Linked DNA regions of Macaca mulatta: region 2 is linked to region 1. Evidence: chromatin contacts called from public Hi-C data. All regions are on one chromosome and are shown on one strand. The core of a region is the stretch at or near the end of the contact, and the rest is flanking DNA. Distances in the headings are between cores, read along the strand shown. Region 1 holds the start of GALM (galactose mutarotase). Region 2 holds the start of HNRNPLL (heterogeneous nuclear ribonucleoprotein L like).

Region 1 (4,298 bases), core at 1,466-3,965:
TACCCCCAAAATAAAAATAAATACCTCCTGAAATTTGACAGTGCTTCATTTTCCAGATTACTACCTTATCTCTGACTTCCGTGCAGATGGAGAATTTCCCCTAGATTTAGGCTTTTTTTTTTTTAAGTGCACAGATATTCCTTTAGAGTTTCACTGTGGGATGAAAATGGGATATTAGGGTGAGGAAAAATCAAGGTTTGTGCCTGACAGTTGATTCAAGCACAAGGTAATCCTATTTGCGACAATATATGTTAGTTAAACCCTTCAAAGGAAAATGAAATCGAGAAAGGTACTCCTTACAATTTTTTTTTTTTTTTTTTGGAAATGGAGCCTCTCTCTATCACCCAGGCTGGCGTGCAGTGGCACAATGTCAGCTCACTGCCTGAACTCCGCCTCCGGGGTTCAGGCAACTCTCCTGTCTCAGCCTCCCGAGTAGCTGAGACTACAGGCACCTGCCACCACACCTGGCTAGTTTTTGTATTTTTAGTAGAGACAGGGTTTCACCATATTGGTCAAGCTGGTCTCAAACTCCTGACCTCAGGTGATCCACCCACCTCTGCCTCCCAAAGTGCTAGAATTACAGGTGGGAGCCACCGCGCCCAGGCCTCTTTACATTTTAGGGAGATATCATGGTACATTCATTTTCTACCAAATGGAGTAACAAGACCTTTCCTAGAGACATTTAGCATTGGGCACGCAAATGCATTTCTTTCTTTCTGTAACAGCATGTGCTTGGCAGAACACTGAGAACTGGAGGTTGAGAAAAAAGAAAAAAGTGGTCTTCCTGCTCAGAGAAGAGATTCTAAGACATCCTTGCTAACACAGCATTGCCAAAGGGCTTATGTGTGAATCAACCACAAAGTTAAGTGGCTGATGAAACTCGGAGTTTATGAGAACTTCTGATGAAGCAGCACATAGGAGTGCCTGTTGGTTATTGTATGAGTGTGATGCAGTCTATAATTTGACTTGTTTGGGTCTTTTTATTATTATATGTTGAGCTCCACTGAAGCCTGTTGCAAGTCTTTTTTATTTTTCGATTGCTATCAGAATTCTTCTGCTTCATGATGGAGAATTGAGGCTCTATGGCAAGAATGCTAAATATTCCTTAAATTACAGACAGAAGAGGCTGAGAGATAGTTATTATGTTTCATTAGCATCTGATTCCAGGCACATAATCCCAATTCTCCTAATTTCCTAATCAAAGATGCATTTCATTTCTGCACTCACCACAGTCTAGTTGGATACCCTCTGAAGTACCCAGGAGCCAAGCCAAGAGCAGTATCAAGAAAAGATAGATGATTATGCAGATGGCTTGAGTAAAATTTGTCTTTAGGCTCCCAGTACCCTCCCACTTCCTAGGCTCAGTACTCCTCTAGAGTTGCCAGACTTAGCAAGGAAATACATAGGTGCCTGTATGTTATCTCATTAAGGCCCTTAATAGCTTTATTTTAATCCTTCTGCCATCAGAGCCTACTTTTTTGGGGAAAAAAAATTTCAGATTAGTCATCAAGCCTTAAAGCAATATTTCTCTAAATATGGTCCTAGATAATCTGCAGAAGAATAACTTGGGGAATATGAAAAACGCAGATTCCTGAGTTTCACCCTAGACTTTCAGAATTAGAAATTCCAGAGGTGGGCCTGGGAATATGCATTTTAAATGTCCTCAGCTAATTCTGAGACACGATCAAGCAAGATAATTATTTAATGACCTTAGTGTCTTTCCTCTCCAATTGTACATACCTGAAGACTCCATCCTACTTGCAGAAAAGGAGATAACAAAGGTTCAGTACCTGGCATTTACAAGGACCTCAATAAATACTTGTTCCCTGAATCCCTTCTTAAAGGAACTGTGGAATTCAGGAGCCAGAAAACACCCGAGGTCCCTTCCCAGTCCCCTGAAGTAAAGAGAGTCTGAGGCTGTCTCTAATCACCTCCGCACACGGAGGGGAAGGCCTAATTCATCTACCTGACCCTGTCTGGGCCAAGCTCCTCGAGGCTGGCACAGCTTTGACTGTCAGGAAAGCCTTCTGGGTAGTGGCTCCAACAGAACGAAGTCCAGGACTTCATCCGTGGGACAAAAAGAATGGATCTTCAGTAAGTCTGTGTGCAGAGAAGACCAAAATGATTTACCTCATTTCTAAGCTATGAGTGTACTTTTTTTTTCTTTCTTTTTTTTTTTTTTTTTTTTAAGACGGAGTCTCGCCCTGTTGCCCAGGCTGGAGTGCAGTGGCGCGATCTCGGCTCACTGCAAGCTCTGCCTCCCGGGTTCATGCCATTCTCCTGCCTCAGCCTCCTGAGTAGCTGGGATTACAGGCATGTGCCACCACACCCGGCTTTTTTTTTTTTTTTTTGTATTTTCAGTAGAGACGGTATTTCACCGTGTTAGTCAGGATGGTCTCGATTCTCCTGACATCGTGATCCCCCTGCCTTGGCCTCCCAAAGTGCTGGGATTACAGGCGTGAGCCATCGCGCCCGGCCAACTACTACTGTACTTCTTGCCCCTTGTATCAAAGAGTTAAAATAGAATTTTCTCCCAAGATCGGTCTCACTGTAAGTCTGCTATCTATATTTTCCCGCTCTTCGTCTGATAGCCACCGACATTAATGACCAGCTCATTACATGTTGAGGTGTGGGGAGATGGAGGTAGAACACTGTCAACCCAGGATTCGAGTTTAGAAAGACTACAGGCCCCAAAATGCAATTTCACCTCCCAAAAACTACAATTCCCAACATGCAATGCAACCAGGGCAAGCCAAAGAAAAGAACTGCAAGCGTGGCTGCAAAGTTTGCCCCTCTTGTTACCCTCAGGCAAAGGAATGATTTAGAAAGGCCCCAGGGGCTATTTTTTGCAGGACCGGTCACTCCCTAAATCCAGGCAAGGAAAGGGAGGAGTCTGAGCCGAGTCACGCCCCTGCTCCTGTAAACTTGTGTCGCCTCTAGCTTAGCAAAACAAGTTTGAAGAGTGGGCAGTAGTTGCACACGCCGAACTTTCCCTATGGCTTCGGTGACCAGAGCCGCGTTTGGAGAGCTGCCCTCGGGAGGAGGGACAGTGGAAAAGTTCCAGCTGCAGTCAGACCTCCTGAGAGTGGACATCATCTCCTGGGGCTGCACGATCACAGCCCTAGAGGTCAAAGACAGGCAGGGGAGAGCCTCAGACGTGGTGCTTGGCTTCGCGGAGTTGGAAGGTGGGTTGAACTCGGCAGAGGGCTGCGAGCAGGCCCCAGACCCACGCTACACACCTCCCGGATCTATCGGGCCACTTGCAATGAGAGGGACCAAGGGGGAAAGTCGCCTAGCTTGGGACTGTCTGACTTGCAAGTGCGTGCATCAGGCTAACAGAGGGCTGTGTGGCCATCCGGCGTTTGGGAAAAACTGTAATAAATAAGCTATGAGAGTTGGCCTCTGGTTATCCGTTCAGGCTTTGCCCCAATTAACGTAAAAGGTCAGCTGATAGTAAGATACACTTCAGCGATCCTGGAGCGATCTTTGAACTGCCTGATCTTTGAACTGCCTGATCCCTTGAGAGGGCTGGAGAGGAAAGAGCAGGCAAGAGGGGGTGTGGCTCCCAGTGCTTCCCTTTTGAAGAAGGAAATTCAAATACTTGCCTCTTCTACTTCCTTCTTCCGGAAGATCAGATTCTCTTTGAGGCCTGGTTGTCTCAGAAATGCTCCAGTAAGCTCAGTGGTTGCCTAGTACACCAGCTACCCAATAACCATTTAGGGAACAAAATAGACAAGACCAACTCAGTGTCTAGAGATCAGGTCTCCTACCAACTAGGATTGACTTTTATCCCAGAATCCATGGGCAATTAGGATCAGGCATTAATTCATACATTTGAAAACTCTATTAATCCATTGACCCTCATTCAACAGGACAGACAAGGTCCCCACTCTTGTGGTTTGGCTGGGGAGATAGACTTTGACTCAATAATTGCATAAAGAAAGAATGACAATTGCAGCTTTAACTCAGTAATTGCATAAAGAATGACAATTGCAGCTTGATTGCAGCAAAGGAAAATGTACATCATGCTCTCTTAGCACCATGGTGTAACTAGACAGAAAATGAGGTGTGAAATAAAGCTGGCAAAGAGAAACTGAGAGTTAATACTCTCTGCTTAGTGGTTGGGGCATAGACAAATTCTGCTGGAGAGGAGGTTTGAGGTTTTCCTTTTGGTGTGTCATTCTGTCTGGTTCTTCAGATATGTAACGTGGCTCATGGTTACATGTTGGCCAGACAAGCCTGGCCAACATGGTGAAACCCTGTCTCTACTAAAAATACAAAAAAATTAGCTGAGCATG
Region 2 (4,825 bases), core at 1,061-3,560, 70 kb before region 1:
GTCCCAGCAACCCGGGAGGCTGAGGAAGGAGGATTGCTTGAGCCAGGGAGATCAAGGCTGCAGTGAGCCGTGATCATGCGCCACTGCACTCCACTCCAGCTGCGGACCATGGAGAGAGAACCTCTCAAAAAAAAAAAAAAAGTATGCTAAGACTAGGCTCTTGACCATCCCCAAACCCTACTCAGTGCCATTTCCACCGCTCCATACACTTCGCTTTGGATACATTAATTATGTTATTTTCTTCCCAATATCCAAAATAATACTACTGATGATTTAATGCTTTGGCTGTCTTCAAAAACAATTTTTTTATAAACTGATTTAAGTATTTTTCCAAAATGCTTGAAGACATTTCATGATGCTACACAAAAACTCAAGCAAGATTTCTAGCAACGCGGTACACTGAACAAATACATCTAAATATCAGTTATATTCCTGTTACCAATTTCCACAAGAGTTGGCTTTGAACTGAAACTTCCTAAGAAAAAATGCATTTCCTTCATTCATACTTCCAAGTTACATTTTGAATATTTCAAACAGCTAGGCACAAAAATCTAAAGTAATAGCTAACACCGTAAGACTGAGAGAAAAAGTTCCTTTTTTAAATGTGTTGCAAAGTTCGCCCTCACATCCTAGTAACTGGAAACTAACGCTGGGGACTACTGACCAGCCTTTTTTATTTTTATTTAAAAACTCAAACGGCTATAAAGGGCTTCTAATGTGCGTCTTGTTTTCAAAAGGTAAGGTAAAAATCCTTTTAACCTAATAGTAGGATATATGTGTACAATTTCGTAATTCTGCTAAAGTTTGCAGAATTAATCACAATTCACGTGTTAAATGTTTAAAAAACATCTAAGTCATTAAAACAGCTTAAGTGCACCAAAAAAGGGCAATAACGTTTGCTCCGCTTTGTTTCCTTAAAGTCTCCATCCAACTGAAGCTAACTACTTGCTGTGGACAAAATGATCACATTCCTTCTGTCTCCCGCTAACATTTCTGGTAAGAGAAAGACAAGGCTCTGGGAATGTGCGTTTAATGCAGCCCTTAGCTCAGTTCATCCTTTCATGGGGCAAATGTGGAATAAATTACCAAAGAGAAACTTTAGTAATTTTAAGATTTGTTTTACTTGAAGGTAGGGGTGTACCAACAGCTGCCAACACTTCTGTTAAAGTGTTGTAACCGAAGAGGTAAAAAGTGCACTGAGCAATCATCACAAAACTGGGTAGAGCAAAGGATGCACGCCATGCTTATAAAGAGTTTAATTTAAAAATTTTTTAAATGAAACATTCAAAGGAACTAGCATGTGAACGCCAAGGCATAATCTGTTATTTAATTACGGCTCTCCATAGATTCGAGGCGGAGAGCCCCCGGTGGAACCGACGCAACCATCCCGGGATGGTGACCAGCGCGCAGATGCTGCGGGCATAGGGGCTAAAGGCAACCGGTGGTCCCGACGCTGGCCCCGAGCCCGAGGAGTTAAACTAACAAAGAGCTCTCCGAGCCGCGAAACCCTCCAGAGCGGAAGCGACGCCTCCCCGCCGCCGCCGCGCCGCGACCCTCCCCAAGTTCAGGGCTCGGCAGTGGACTCGCTGTGGGGCCTGCGGCCAAGACAGGGCCGGGTTCGCAGTCGGGATGCGGGAAACAGGTAGAGCCCAGAATACAAGCCCCAAAGAGAAGAGTGGGCGCTTCGCCAACCGGGTCGGCGCAGCGGAAAAGGCTAATAAAGCGAGCGGGAGGCCCCGCACCGAGGCCCCGCCAACCGGCCCTGCTTCCCGGGGAGCAGCCAGGCACAGCGGACAGGGGGGCCGCGCTTTGTTACCGGTTGGGAGAAGCTCCGGCCACCGCCTCCGCCATCGCCCCCGCCCCGAGGCGTCGCTTCCCGGCGGTTCTCGCCTTCCTCGGCCGAGTAGTCGATCTCCCCCTCCTCGGTCTTGAGACGTTTGGCCTGGCTCTCGTACTCCCGGTCCTCCTCGTACGTCTCCCTGGGGGAGGAAGAGGAGGAGGACATGGCGGCGACCGGAGGGACCGGCGGGCAGGAGGGTGGGGGTGGCGGTGGCGGTGGGACGCGCGCCTCGGATGCCGCCGGCCAGTCCTCGCCGCCGGCAGCGCCTCTTCTGCGAGGGTCTCCGCGGCCCGGCCGTCCGCGGGGACTGCGCGGCCAGGAGACGGGCGGCTGAGAAGCGCGGACGGACTGAGGGGGGCGCCCCGGGAAGAGGCTCCGGAGCGGCCGCTCCCCTCAATTACCGAGCCAACATCCAGCCTCTCCCTCCTCCTCAGTCTCCGCTCCCTGCCCGGAGGAGCGAATCTAAGGATGGGGACGCGACCGTGGCTTCCGGTCTTCCCTCCTCCCCTAAGCCGCTCCCAGCTGCGCAGGCCGAGCCTCCGCCCCCGCCTTCGCGGCCGTCGCTCAGGATCGAATCCACCGCAGCCTGCGGGAAGCGCCCCCCCCGGCCCGGGTCCTGCTCCCTATTGGCAGGGGCGGGAAAGTCGACCGGGTTTTCCATTGGCTGTGAGGGCCGTTCGTCAAAAGCCGCCCGCGGCTCGGCCTCGCCTCCCTCCCTGCGCCTTCTGAACTCGCTGCCGTCCTGCGAGGCCCGGCGCGCAACGTCCGCCGCGCGCCGCCTGGGAGCCGTTGCGACCCCGCGACCGTTGGCGCTGTGCGGCTCCTACCCGAGGCCAGGCGTGGAGCGAACACGGACGAGCGACGAGAAGTGCAGGGAGGCCAGGGCTGCGGGTGTTAACCGCCCTACCGCTAATTTAAATGCTTTGTGTCACCTCTTCAAAAGAGAACGAGGAAGAAAACCTCTAAAATCCCAGCAGACATACCCCCCGAAGAGCCCCAAAATTGCAGGCGATGAAGGGAGAAAACGGCTTGGAGCCATGAAAGTGGTCTTTCCACTGTTTTGTGTTCAAAATCTGGTAGAAGTGGGCAGACTCTCCCGCCCCTAGCTGGGTGTTGGAGAACAGCTGTCAGCGTCGACTGAAGGCTGCGAGGCGCGCGTCGGCAGGAGGCGCTGCACGCGGGCGCGCGTAGGTCTGAACAGTTACAACTCGTTTGTAACCTGCGCCCTTTACTGACAATGTAAGGGACTTGCCTGTCCCGTAAGTCCCTGCTCCAGTTAAATATGTTTTAATCCTTGCATATAAAATCTCATCCTCCATCCCAATTCTTTCTCTTCCGGGCAGTGTTGTATTTCACTTGATCATTTATTGTCGAAAGATACAAAAGCCTTTGGAAATTATGTGACCACAGCTTGCTTCCTCTGTGGCGTCCTGAGGGCTCTTCCAAGATTTTAGTTGCTGCTCTCTTTTTGTAACAGGGCCCCTTATAACTCCCTCTTAAGATGTTCTGTTTTAAAAACTCTGGGAGCGCCTGAAGACAGGAACTGTGTGCAATTTTCATTTTCGCAAGCCCAGTTCCTGTGCAATCTCCAGCACAGTTTAGGTACTCAACAATGCTGAATGAGTAGTCCTTGGGAAATAAAGGTCCAGTGTATCTTTCAGGAGAGAAACTGGCAAATCAAGGTAACCTAACTGCCCACTGTCAGGTGCCTCTTGGAGGATTAGCTGAGATCGAGAGCCTCTTGTGTTTCTGTTGTCCTTGTCCCTCAGATGCTTCCCCAGATGTGGCTGTTCCTTTCCTAACAGTGTAGATTGCTTCCTCCAGCCTAGTTCTCTCCAAAGTTATTTCCTCCTCCAAAAAAGCTATTTTTATTTATTGCTGAGAGTGCTTTAATGTAACACTTTTTGTACGTTGTAAATTACACCGCCTATCATTTTGGAATCCAATTGCAAGATTTTCCATACTATGCAGCTATAATCAAATGTATGTGCGGCTGCAGGTATACATTGACAAAACAGAACTAAAAAAATTATTAATTTATTTTTTAAATTAAAATGGAAGTCGACAGAAGAAATAGCAAAAGGTAGCCGCAGAGCTGGCTGCAGATGAGAAAATGTCATTGGCAAAAAGCTCTGCAATGGTTTGGGAAAGTAAAATAGCAGCAAGGGAAACGATACAATTCTGCTTGAAATATGTCCTATGGATTCATATGTCCCCTAACATGTTCAGAATGCAGACACTACCTGGCCTTCAGAAAGCTGAAGATACCAAGGGTCAAAAAAAAGGTCTAACAAACCTACTTCGTGTGTTATCTTTAGCATCCATTGTCCTTTTTATAGCTGTCTCAGTATCAAAGATCAGGAAAGGATGAGCGGATTAATAAACTTGATACAAAGGAAACTTCTTTGATGAGGTGAGATGGGCCATTCCCAAGATATTTTTAATTTGCTCAAAGTAAAAGCGGCAGAAGAGCTGAGAGCTTAAAACAATTATTTTTTCGGAGAAAGAAAACAATAGAATATTATGTGAAATAATCAAGAGTGATGAGAAGCACTAAATATCTTTTAAGTATGAGCAACTACCTGTTAATTTTGTTTTGTGTACATTTTCATATGCTAGGTGAATTTAGTTTGGTAAATTTTATTCACTCACAACTGGATTTACTAGGCCTTATACAAACTTTCCAAATATTTCATGTGAAGATGCAAATATTTTAAACTCTCAAAGCCCTACATTCAACCTATGGATTATACCATGTTACAATGCAACTCTCACACCAATGGGTAAGGAAACCCAGCCTTGCCAAACCTAGGGCTGCTGTGCTCAGCGTTCACAAACAGCAGGTGGAAGCCAGTATGTACCAGTATTAAACTGTGTTCTTTTTGTGATAGCCCAGTTGAGTACAAAAAAAAAAAAAAAAAATTGAAGAAGTAAAACTCAGAAAGCATTTTTAAAGGACTTCAGTCAGTTCGTTGACCATGGGTG

What was found. Hi-C and Micro-C count contacts between places; a contact is called where the count stands out from the background.
Region 2: a Hi-C map of liver shows a contact between it and region 1, with 3 times the contacts expected there. The contact joins the promoter of HNRNPLL here to the promoter of GALM in region 1. A contact is called at or near these places in 3 of 14 Hi-C or Micro-C datasets (CD4 T cells, cortical neurons and liver).

What each region holds. Positions count from the first base shown.
Region 1 is chr13:86,287,379-86,291,676 of T2T-MMU8v2.0, reverse strand. GALM (galactose mutarotase) reads left to right here and starts at 2,715. Exons shown (of 7, transcript XM_015112146.3): 1 at 2,715-3,185. The coding sequence starts at 2,996.
Region 2 is chr13:86,356,575-86,361,399 of T2T-MMU8v2.0, reverse strand. HNRNPLL (heterogeneous nuclear ribonucleoprotein L like) reads right to left here and starts at 2,310. Exons shown (of 13, transcript XM_077959704.1): 1 at 2,242-2,310; 2 at 1,817-1,979. The coding sequence starts at 1,851.